Linked DNA regions of Ovis aries: region 1 is linked to region 2. Evidence: chromatin contacts called from public Hi-C data. All regions are on one chromosome and are shown on one strand. Each heading gives the region's core, a stretch centred on a gene start, on an enhancer-like site or on the middle of the called end of the contact. The rest is flanking DNA. Distances are from core to core; before and after follow the strand shown. Region 1 holds the start of MTERF1 (mitochondrial transcription termination factor 1). Region 2 holds the start of FZD1 (frizzled class receptor 1).

Region 1 (6,700 bases), core at 3,449-5,948, 550 kb after region 2:
TCCTGTAAGAAAATACTAGAGATCCAGCTCTCCTGGTTCTGTGATAACAATCTCACTACCACACTCCCACTCCCTGGGTCACCACTTCCGATTATCTATGGGCCAGGGGCCACTTCTATTCTTACCATAAATAAAAGCAGCACACAGCAACAACACTGTCCCAGAATTATTCTTGCCTTTACTTGCTGTTTGGTCCTGCCTGCGTTAGCTACCCAAAACCAATTGCCCCTTTCCATCTCTGCTTTATCTAACTGCTTTGCAAAGCTTTGACTTATTTTTACTAACTGACACTTTCAATTCTGCCTTGTCTTCTTACTTACCAGGTTTCTGGCCTTGCACCTGCCCACAGATACCAGCCTTCTTTGCCTCTTGTTCTCACTTTTTGTTTACCAAACTCTAAATCTAGCCCTGAAAACCAACACTTCATACTATGTTATTTCCACCCTAAACACCTTTCTCTAGGTTCATGGTATTCTTTAAACCCATCCTTAATTCTTATCTTACATGGATCTCTGGTCAACAGCCCTGATCCCAATCTCCATGTCACTCAATTTACCCGAATGCTCCCTTGGTTGTTGGGTTCACCCAACAACTCCAAACCAATTTTCACTTCATTATGACCCAGTTTGGATATTTCATACAGAGTGTCCAGTACATGTGGAATTATACAGAAAAATGAGATGTACACACTTAAAAACTTACTTTTGCCATTCTCCTTCTTACCACCATTTTACAAAAGACTAACTCAGGGCTCTCTGCATCTGTTTCACAATACACATAACTTTGATCAAAAGATTAAAACCTTGACAACTCATTTTCCTGAGCACTTAGAAATGGGGCATAAAATGTATGAACTTATACACGACAATAATCATAGGTCCCTACTGAAACAAATCTCTCTGTTTATAGGAAATACTTTAACAGAAAAGTTTCTGTCTTGCTATCCAAATTGTCAGATAATTTATGCTCCTAAATTGGTTATGGTCATAACACTTTTTTGTAAAGTGTTGTACATAATACTTTACCAGTACTTTCTCCTTTTTAGACTATATAGCTGTGACAAACTGTTCTTAATTTCTAATTACTTACAATGGGCTCTTCTTACGTAAAAGAGGGTTTTTCTTCTTCCTCTCTGCTAACTAAGCATAAAACAAAGAATAGAGATAGATGGCTCCAACTCATTGCTACTATCTCTGGGCTTGAGCTGCTGCTTTCAAGATCCATATAAGAAAAGCTCCTCTGTGCCTGTCCTTTTAAACACTCCAATTTAACAAGAACTTGGATTATGCCTACTGGCGGGGAACATTCTTAAAACTCAGATAATCCATTAACCCTCAAAGAATTAGGAAAAGATTCCAAAACTACAGATTCAGGTAACGTTCGAACAAAATGCAGGTCACTCACAAAGTAAACAGGAAACAGCAAACCGTGTCTTAGATTGCCCTACACCCTGAGTTCATTATTCTTCATGTCTTCATAATAACATATACTCCATTACTACATAATCTTCCAAAAATACATGAAGACAGAAACTTAAAAATAAGACCCTCCTAATTAAAGAATGAGGCTTTACCTTGCCCAGCTCAAAAACCTGTTCTGTTCCAGATGCTCAGGGTGACCTCTACTGGATAAAGGGACCGAACTCTGACAGCTCTAGATAAAACCAGGGCTTTCCAAAGAGTGGGTATGAGATGATCCAGTGGGATGCAGGAAGAAAATAGTAAAGCTCCAATTTATATTTGTCTTGGCCTTTTAAAATTTCTACTTTACAGGTTTCATAATTATACAATATATTAATAATAGTACCATAAGACATGTATATAACTAGTCAGTAAATATACATATATTGGAGGTATATTTATAGACCTTTTTAAAATTAAGATCGTATATGATCAAAAATGTCTAAGACTACTGCTTTAGACCACACTCTACTCTCGAGAAACAGAGCTGAATGAGTCACAGTTAAGTTCGAAATAAATTCTATTGATGACAAATTGCAAGTAAAAATATATGCCAAATATCTTCACAAAAGAGTAAGAAATTAAGACTTCTGGATCTGTTATAGGTGGACTTGTCTTTGTGTATAATTATAAACAAGTCCAGAACCAACCTGAGCATCTTTCCCAGCCACAAACAAATGAGCCCTCCTCTAATTATTGAAATCACCATTACTCTCCCAATAATTACTCAAAATAAAAAATGTGAAAGCAAGCTTTGCTTTTTTTTTCTCGTCCTCTAACCCACAGTCATTCATTCATGTAGACCCTGCTTCTTCAGTATCTCTGAAATCCAATCTCTCCACTCTTCGCAAATTCTCTCACTCAGACTATCAGTCGCTTAACTCGTTTCTCTAACATCAGTCACTCAAAAGTCCCCCCCCTCCCCCCCCGGCACAGAACACTTATGAAACAAAGATGTGGTCACGTCCCTCACTCCCTGATTAAGACACCTCTGTAGTTCTCCCCTGGAAGGTAAAATCTTCAGACTGACCTTTCTAGCTATCTCTTCTATTCTGCAATCTCACAATGAAACACCATTGCCTATTAAGTCTCTGGTCCTAGACATCCTTGACCATTCTTGTCTTCCTGCCTTTTTAAACCCACTCTGTCTTTCAGAAAGGCCCATCCTCCTAAACCTATCCACAGTACAAGATTCTATTCAAACAGTATTTTCCCACAATTCTTTAACTTAACAAATACTTCAAGGTGAAGTGAATCATTTGTTTTATAGTAATTCATTACTAAGGAGCCTAAAACTAAGTATTCTATTTAAATAGAAAAAAACTGAACTGGCCACAAAAATTTGGTTTTGATTACAATATTATAAATGAAAAAATTGGACCCCCCCATATCAATAGTATGAGCAGGATCAGCTAAACCTAAAAACGATGGTAACTAACATCAACAACTGGTAAACATAGGAATAAATAAGAATTCTAAATATCACTCTTGGAAGGGAACTTGGTACCATCTATTGTATCTTTCAACCAGCATTTTTACTTCTTGAAGATCATCCAAAGGAAATGAAAGACAAGAATACACATTTGTTACTTCACAGGGAGGGAAAAAAAAAAAAAAAAAAGATGAGCATTATAATAGTTTATGGGAGTAAAAAATGAAGGAACCCAAATGGCCACCAAGAGTAGAATGATTAATAAATAGTGGTACATCAATATAATGAGGCTTCCCTGGTGGCTCAGACAGTAAAAGACCTGCCTGCAATGCAGGAGACCTGGGTTCAATCACTGAGTGGGGAAGATCCCCTGGAGAAGGGAATGGCTATCCACTCCAGTATTCTTGCCTGTAGAATTCCATGGACACAGGAGCCTGGGTGGGCTACAGCACATGAACTCACAAAAAATCCCACAAGACTGAGTGACTAACACACATCAATATAACATTACACAGCCTACTCTTTAAAAGGAGGCAGATCTAACACAATAAAAATATGTCCTAGGCATTCTAACTGGCAAATTGCTTAAGAGTATGGCTAGTCTAATATTACTTACATGAAAAGGGGAGAGGGACATACATACACAGGGAAGGGATAAAAACAGGGTAAGTTATTTTTCAGGTTTCAACACAAAAAAAGGTAAACCTGATAAATATCAATGTTATTTTAGTCTTTTAGCACCCAATCTCCCTTCAAAATAGTCCTATTACACCTAGTATGGTGAATAAATCTTTAAGCAGCCTAATGCAAGTAGTATCAACTAACTATAAATTTCAAAAATAATATTTCAAGTTATTTCCGTCTCTCAAATTGACGTTTTTAATTACCAAAGCCATTATTGCAAGCGTTAAAAGCCAAAGTTAACAAACACATGGTACATGGAAAACCTCTGTACTTGTTAGGTCTAAGGGATAAAAGTGGGTTTATGTGCCCCTCTGCTCCACAATGCGCCGGACAAGGGGACTTTTGATGGAAATGGGTAATCTCTGGTTACAGGGTACTGCGTTACAGTTAGTCTTTTGACAAAACGAGCTAAGTTTGAAGATCTTTACAGAAATGCATTTCTCACCTCATCTGTCTTAAGGCAAGAGGACTTTGCGTTCCTCCAAAAAAGCGGGAAAACAGTCGTCCCTAGAAACGGAAAAAATAGAGGAAGGAGGACAAAATGCTGTCAGGACTCCGTAATACAGGGGGAAAAAAAAAAAAAAGATCAATCTCATTTAACAGTGCATAATGTTTTCGTAAAATGCATTATCTTCAGCATACTAAGTATCTCTCAGAGATAATGAGAAGAAAATGTTAAGTACAAGCTCGAGAATGAAGGGAAAAGGCAGCAGAATCACGAGCATAATTTGCAAAACCCAGAACTAAGTGCTTCACACACATTATCTTACTTAAAAGGTAGGCATTATTCCTAAAATTACAAAATGAGAAAAAGCGCCGAGCTCCCTTACTAGCTTGACTTAGCTGGTGGAAGCAAGGTTCGAACCGACGCGAGTCTGTAACTCAAAAACTCTACGGGTTATTTCTACGGGGTCCATTTCGCGGGTCCTTTCGTCCCTCGTCCTCCAACGAGGAAAGTGAGCCAGGGGCTGCGCGGGAATGGGACTCAGTAACACATCACAGCCACCCAGACCCGCTTCTAAAAAGAAAAAGTACAGCAGGAGCGAGTCACCAACCTCAACCTGGAATAAAACAGGGCACGGGAAAAACCCTTTCCTGTCACCTCTGCAGTATCGCGAGAAACAGAGGGACGGAAGTGGAAAGAAGTATTTCCGGCGACGGGCCGCGCACAGAGATGACGTCACGGGTCTGGAACCGCCTCTCCCCCGCAGCTGCGCGAAGCCTTTCATAGCCTGACGCTGGGTCCCGGCAGGGGGCAGCAGGAGACCGTAGTGAGCGCCTTCTGGGAGTATTTCAGGGGGCGGAACGGGACTCGGAGCCTTCCAGCCACCCAGCCAGAGGCTCTGACTTGCTCCTAGTAAATGTGAAAATGCAATGTGAAAATCACGGTTATATACATGAATTTTGCAGCGTGATAGGTTGATTACGCTTATTTATGTGATTAACATGATGTAGACGAACACTTCAGCTTTCAGTTCAGTTCTGTTCCATCGCTCAGTCGTGTCCGACACTGAGACAACATGGACTGCAGCACGCCAGGCCTCCCTGTCCATCACCGACTCCCAGAGTTTATTCAAAATCACGTCCATTGAGTCGGTGATGCCATCCAACCATCTCATCCTCTGCCGTCCCCTTCTCCTCCTGTCTTCAATCTTTCCCAGCATCAGGGTCTTTTCAGATGAGTCAGCTCTTCCCATCAGGTGGCCAAAGTGTTGTAGTTTCAGCTTCAACATCAGTCCTTCCAATGAATATTTAGGGCTGATTTCCTTTAGGAAGGGCTGGTTGGATCTCCTTGCAATCCAAAGGACTCTCTAATGTCTTCTCCAACAGCCCAGTTAGAAAGCATCAGTTCTTCGGTGCTCAGCTTTTTTTATAGTCCAACTGTCACATCCATACAGTTCAGTTTCAGTTCAGTTCAGCCGCTCAGTCGTGTCCAACTCTTTGAGACCCCATGAATCGCAGCACGCCAGGCCTCCCTGTCCATCACCAACTCCCAGAGTTCACTCAGACTCGTGTCTATCAAGTCAGTGATGCCATCCAGCCATCTCATCCTCTGTCGTCCCCTTCTCTTCCTGCCCCCAGTCCCTCCCAGCATCAAAGTCTTTTCCAATGAGTCAACTCTTCTCATGAGGTGGCCAAAGTACTGGAGTTTCAGCTTCAGCATCATTCCTTCCAAAGAAATCCCAGGGCTGATCTCCTTCAGAATGGACTGGTTGGATCTCCTTGCAGTCCAAGGGACTCTCAAGAGTCTTCTCCAACACCACAGTTCAAAAGCATCAATTCTTCAGCACTCAGCCTTCTTCACAGTCCAACTTTCACATCCATACATGACCACAGGAAAAACCATAGCCTTGACTAGATGGACCTTAGTCGGCAAAGTAATGTCTCTGCTTTTGAATATGCTATCTAGGTTGGTCATAACTTTTTTTCCCAGGAGTAAGCGTCTTTTAATTTCATGGCTGCAATCACCATCTGCAGTGATTTTGGAGCCCACAAAAATAAAGTCTGACACTGTTTCCACTGTTTCTCCATCAGTTTTCCCATGGAGTGATGGGACTGGATGCCATGATCTTCGTGTTCTGAATGTTGAGCTTTAAGCTAACTTTTTCACTCTCCTCTTTTACTTTCATCAAGAGGGTTTTTAGTTCTTTTTCACTTTCTGCATATTTGAGATTATTGGTATTTCTCCCGGCAATCTTGATTCCAGCTTGTGCTTCATCCAGCCGAGCATTTCTCATGATGTACTCTGCATATAAATTAAATAAGCAGGGTGACAATATACAGCCTCAACGTACTTCTTTTGCTATTTGGAACAAGTCTGTTGTTCCATGTCCAGTTCTAACTGTTGCTTCCTGGCCTGCATAGAGATTTCTCAAGAGGCAGGTTAGGTGGTCTGGTATTCCCATCTCTTTCAGAATTTTCCACAGTTTATTGTGATCCACACAGTCAAAGGCTTTGGCATAGTCAATAAAGCAGAAATAGATGTTTTTCTGGAACTCTCTTGCTTTTTCCATGATCCAGTGGATGTTGGCAATTTGACCTCTGGTTCTTCTGCCTTTTCTAAAACCACCTTGAATATCAGGGAGTTCATGGTTCACATATTGCTGAAGCCTGGCTTGGAGAA
Region 2 (5,979 bases), core at 622-3,121:
TGGTTGGATCTCCTTGCAGTCCAAGGGACTCTCAAGAGTCTTCTCCAACACCACAGTTCAAAAGCATCAATTCTTTAGTGCTCAGCTTTCTTTATAGTCCAACTCTCACATCCATACATGACCACTGGAAAAACCATAACTTTGACTCTGGGCTAACATTTTCTCCTGCCATAATATCTCAGCCACACCCACCCCGTCTCCTCCTTTGGCAATTTAAGCACTTTGGAGCTCCTGTCTCTCGCATCTTCCATCCATCTCACCATCAGATCCCTCCCCATCTTTTCCACTGGCTGGCTGCTCTCGTGTGTTCTTTGAGCTTGTGTGTGTTTAGTTGCTCAGTCGTGCCTGACTCTTTGCGACCCCATGGACTGTAGCCCCCCCAGGCCCCTCTGTTCATGGAATTCTCCAGGCAAGAATACTGGAGTGGGTTGCCATGCCCTCCTCTAGTGGATCTTCCCCATCCAGGGATGGAACCTGTCTCCTGCAAAGCAGGCGGATTCTTTACCATCTGAGTCACCAGGAAAGCCCCTCCTTCAGCTTAGGGATGTGCATTAAGGGAACTGATCATCTCTGTGCCCTGCTACACTCTCCTACCTGTAAGGCTAGGCCAGGTCTTGTCTATCTGTGTATTCTACTACCTAACAGTGCTTCTAGGACAATAGGAGCTTGGTAAGTATTTATTTTAAAAAATGAATGGATAAACAAAAGACAGAAAATAACTGTAGAAGAGGATCCCAAGAGACAGTCTAATCATAGGCCCACAAATCCTAGGTAGAATTAATAATACGGTGGCATTTTATTGATAAAACGAATCACTGGTTAGACCATTACTTGAAAATATCTTACAGGAAAACAACAACGAGGATGTAAGTGGGCTGAATTGTTTTGTTGTTTTGAACTGGCATCCCGCTGTTCTGCATCTGAGTGGCAGATCACTCTGCAGCCCAACCCAACTGGCCCAGGTCTGACCCTTGCACACTTCCCCCGGAGCCGTGGGCGTACCGGCCTTTGGAAGCCTCCCTGAAGCTCCCCAGGGTCCAGGCTGCCCCCAAGCCCAGCTCTGCCCTGAACCCCCTCTGGAGTCTCAGGCATCCAGGACTCTCTCCTCCTTCAGAGACTAGTAGGGCTCTGAAGTTTTTCTCTCGTAATATTTAATGGGTAGTTTCCCTTTGCTTCTGTTTCTGGATTGATAAAAAGGAGAAAAAGGAGTTTGACTACAGAAAAGACAGTAACAGCGGACTGTAGGTCTGGCTTTACTTTTTAAATGCTATCGAAGTTTGTGTTTGGTTGTGGTGGTTTTTCTTCATCTGACTGCGACCCGGCGAACTTCTCGGGGGAAATGGCGCGCCCGAAGCCCGCCAAGCCCAGCCTGAGAGCTCTAGGATTTGAGAGTAATATTTTAAATAAATATACAGATACAAACTCGAAGGAAGCCGTGCGTTCCTTAAGTCACAGGAATCTGTTCGGATCGAGGTGCTCGGTCTGCTGTTTGTAACCAGCGTTCAGAGCAGGATTTTTAAACACGAAAATGGATAAAAGAAAAGCTAAATCGCGCGATCGGCCGACTCCTATTCATGATCTCCAGCAGCATATGGGACCATTCTCCTACTTGTCCGCGCCCTTTCTTCCGCAAAAGCAAAAGCAACCAAGCCTGTCCCGCTTCATAGCAAACCCACTCTTTGTGCCCGAGCGGTGCCTCGGCCACCGCTCCCCCTCCCGCCGCCTCCTTCTCCCGCCCGCCGCCGACTTTCGCTCTGGGAAGCAGGCGGCGGGCGCCCTTTGCGCCGGGAAGCCAGTGCAGCGATTGGGCGACGATCCCTGAGCCTCCAGTTCCGCGTCGGTTTCAAGGCTCCTCCCTTCTGGTGAAAGACAGACTGCGGGGCGCCTGGAAACCGGTCGGAGGGCGCGCGAGGGAGAGGAGAGCGAGCGAGTTGAGGGATTGACACAAATGGTCAGGCGGCGGCGGCGGAGGAGGAGGCGGAGGCTCGGGGGGGAGCCGAGACTGCTGGGTTGCCGAGAGTTGCGCGCTCTACCCGGCCGCCGCCACTAGCGCGGCGCCGCTTGCCAGGAGCCAGCCAGCAGAGGGCCAGGAAGGCGGGACGCGACCCTCGGCGCGCCCGAGCCACCCGGGCTCTCCCCGCAGCCCGCGCTTCATGAATCGCAAGTTTCCGCGGCGGCGGCGGCTGCGGGACGCGGAGCGGGAGCCGGGGGAGCGGGCCGAGCACGGCTCGGGCTCGACGGAGGGCACCGGCGGGGAGGAGATCGCCCCGGCCGCAGGGGGAGCATCCTCCCGCCGCGAGACAGCCAGCCTCAGCCGAGCGGCGCCGAGAAAGTATGGCTGAGGAGGCGCCTAAGAAGTCCCGAGCCGCCGGGGGAGGCGGCGGCGGCGGCGGCGCGAGCTGGGAACTTTGTGCCGGGGCGCTCCGCACTGTGCCGGCGGCGGAGGGGAGCGGGGACGCGGGCAGCCGCCGCCGCACCCCGGCTGACTCCCGGCGCTTGGCACGCCGGCTGCTACTACTGCTTTGGCTGCTGGAGGCTCCGCTGCTGCTGGGGGTCCGGGCGCAGGCGGCCGGCCAGGGGCCCGGGCCGGGGCAGCAGCCCCCGCCGCCTCAGCAGCAGCAGAGCGGGCAGCAGTACAACGGCGAGCGGGGCATCTCTATACCGGACCACGGTTACTGCCAGCCCATTTCCATCCCGCTGTGCACCGACATCGCGTACAATCAGACCATCATGCCCAACCTGCTGGGCCACACGAACCAGGAGGATGCGGGCCTCGAGGTGCACCAGTTCTACCCGCTGGTGAAGGTGCAGTGCTCCGCCGAGCTCAAGTTTTTCCTGTGCTCCATGTACGCGCCCGTGTGCACCGTGCTGGAGCAGGCTCTGCCGCCCTGCCGCTCGCTGTGCGAGCGCGCGCGCCAGGGCTGCGAGGCGCTCATGAACAAGTTCGGCTTCCAGTGGCCCGACACGCTCAAGTGTGAGAAGTTCCCGGTGCACGGCGCCGGCGAGCTGTGCGTGGGCCAGAACACGTCGGACAAGGGCACCCCGACGCCCTCGCTGCTGCCGGAGTTCTGGACTAGCAACCCGCAGCACGGCGGCGGAGGGCACCGGGGCGGCGGCTTCGCGGGGGGCGCCGGCGCTGCGGCGCGGGGCAAGTTCTCGTGCCCGCGCGCCCTCAAGGTGCCCTCCTACCTCAACTACCACTTCCTGGGGGAGAAGGACTGCGGCGCCCCCTGCGAGCCGACCAAGGTGTACGGGCTCATGTACTTCGGGCCAGAGGAGCTGCGCTTCTCACGCACCTGGATCGGCATCTGGTCTGTGCTGTGCTGCGCCTCCACGCTCTTCACCGTGCTCACCTACCTGGTGGACATGCGGCGCTTCAGCTACCCCGAGCGGCCCATCATCTTCCTGTCGGGCTGCTACACGGCGGTGGCCGTGGCCTACATCGCCGGCTTCCTGCTGGAGGACCGGGTGGTGTGTAACGACAAGTTCGCGGAGGACGGGGCGCGCACCGTGGCGCAGGGCACCAAGAAGGAGGGCTGCACCATTCTCTTCATGATGCTCTACTTCTTCAGCATGGCCAGCTCCATCTGGTGGGTGATCCTGTCGCTCACCTGGTTCCTGGCGGCCGGCATGAAGTGGGGCCACGAAGCTATCGAGGCGAACTCGCAGTATTTCCACCTGGCCGCCTGGGCCGTGCCAGCCATCAAGACCATCACCATCCTGGCGCTGGGCCAGGTGGACGGCGACGTGCTGAGCGGGGTGTGCTTCGTGGGGCTCAACAGCGTGGACGCTCTGCGCGGCTTCGTGCTGGCGCCGCTCTTCGCGTACCTGTTCATCGGCACGTCCTTCCTCCTGGCCGGCTTCGTGTCGCTCTTCCGCATCCGCACCATCATGAAGCACGACGGCACCAAGACCGAGAAGCTGGAGAAACTGATGGTGCGCATCGGCGTCTTCAGCGTGCTTTACACCGTGCCGGCCACCATCGTCATCGCCTGCTACTTCTACGAGCAGGCCTTCCGGGACCAGTGGGAGCGCAGCTGGGTGGCCCAGAGCTGCAAGAGCTATGCCATCCCCTGCCCCCACCTGCAGGCGGGGGGCGCCCCGCCGCACCCGCCCATGAGCCCCGACTTCACAGTCTTCATGATCAAGTACCTTATGACCCTCATCGTGGGCATCACGTCAGGCTTCTGGATCTGGTCCGGCAAGACCCTCAACTCCTGGAGGAAGTTCTACACTCGGCTTACCAACAGCAAACAGGGGGAGACCACCGTCTGAGGCTCGGGACTCAGCCGGTCGCCAGCCCTCGGCCTGGTCCCAGCCTCCCTGGCCCTATGGAATCCTGGCCAAGTCTGGCTACTCTCCCTAGCCACTCACTGCTTTTAACAAGGCTCCTGCAAAAGCTTCTGTCCCCGGGGGTGCACAGGGACCTGAGGGCCCAACTGCCAGAGGCGGGGGGGATGGACAGACCTTTTTTGCTCTGGTACCAGGACTGTATGCTTTTATGACTTGTAAATAGCCTGTGTAAGATTTTTGTAAGTATATTTGTATTTAAATGACCGGTCACGCGTTTTTCTTTTACTCTCCTTGTTTGTTTGTTTAATTTTAATTATTTCGGGCGGTTTGACCATTTTTCCTTTTAGCCCTTTTCAGAGCAGCACAGAGAGAAAACCATAGCGCAGCGCTGGGAGCTTCTGCCTGGTGCTGGCGCGCCCCTCCCTGCAGCGGGTGGGGAGAGCCTGGGCCGCGCCGCCTGGGTCTCTACACCCCTCCTCTTTCTGCTCCCTCCCTCACCTTCCTTGCTGGGGTCGGGACTCTTCCAGGTACAGAAATCCACAAAGCTTCCACATCGGAAGGTGGGCCCGGGCCGATCCCAAATCTGCTCTTGTCCGGAGACAGATCGCCAAGACGGGCCCGTAGACTCTCCCAAGCTGAAATTTTCACTGTCCAGAACCTTCCCCGGCTTCTAGGAGGCCCACGGATGTGGGCAGGGGCAGCCCCGGGCTCCTTGGCTCAGGCCTCCAACGCCCAGACACTCCCTCCTTCCAACAAAGTTGGTTAGAGGGTGAGTGGGGTAACCAATGCCAAACTTTTTTAAGTCTCATTTTTGGTGGATGAGCTCATTTCATTCTCTAGCGTCTAAAACCTGGTATGGGTTTGGCCAGCGTCATGGAAAGATGTGGTTACTGAGATCTGGGGAAGAGGCATGGAGCTTTGTGTGGGTGGGGAGAGACAATTCTAATTGCATCCGGGTGCCTGGCAAACTGCTTCTGAAGACAGAGAGCACCTCTGTCTAGATTTCCCTTTCTGCAAAGTGGAGGCACTAGGTCACCTGGAAAGCTTTGTTAAGGAGCTGATAATCTTTGCTTTCCTTAACAGGAGAGCAAGACGGTAAACTGAGTACGAAAACTTGAAGGAGATTTCAGTGTAATGGATGTCCTCAAAATGAAGTGGTACTTTCTCATTTCAATCAAATAATAATCAGACATATGTCAGAAAGTTTAAAATGTTCATTGTACACTTGTACATTGTAACATATTATTATGATCATTATTCAACAACACATTGTGAGGGAGGAACAATCCACATCACTAATAATAACCTGGTAAGATTCCAGGAAGTAAAGGAGGTGGAATAATTGATGGGATTAGCCACCGAAATAAACAAAATATGGGCATGTATGCTAAGGGGAGAATGGGTGCTGCATGTCTGCTGCACTAAATCCTGTGTGTTCCTTTTTGGATTTACAGAAATGTGCCCAGTGTAATCTTTCAAAGCCATTGAAAAATATTCACTTTAGTTCTCTGTGAAAAAGAGGAGAAAAGCAATCTTCCTGATTGTATTGTTTTAAACTGTTAAGAGTTTTATCAAAATGCCCGTACTTAGGACATAAATCTATCTATGTCTGTCATACCCTAAAATGACAATGCTCATTGAATTTGGTATGCATTTATTCTGTTCACTATCACAAAATCATCTATA

What was found. A called contact is a pair of places that touch in the nucleus more often than the background predicts.
Region 1: a Hi-C map of tail adipose tissue shows a contact between it and region 2, with 3 times the contacts expected there. The contact joins the promoter of MTERF1 here to the promoter of FZD1 in region 2. A contact is called at or near these places in 2 of 16 Hi-C or Micro-C datasets (hypothalamus and tail adipose tissue).

Annotation. Positions count from the first base shown.
Region 1 is chr4:9,985,244-9,991,943 of ARS-UI_Ramb_v3.0, forward strand. It overlaps MTERF1 (mitochondrial transcription termination factor 1), which reads right to left and starts at 4,699. Exons shown (of 2, transcript XM_042249125.2): 1 at 4,632-4,699.
Region 2 is chr4:9,440,312-9,446,290 of ARS-UI_Ramb_v3.0, forward strand. It overlaps FZD1 (frizzled class receptor 1), which reads left to right and starts at 1,872. Exons shown (of 1, transcript XM_027968435.3): 1 at 1,872-5,979. The coding sequence starts at 2,335. The coding sequence ends at 4,275.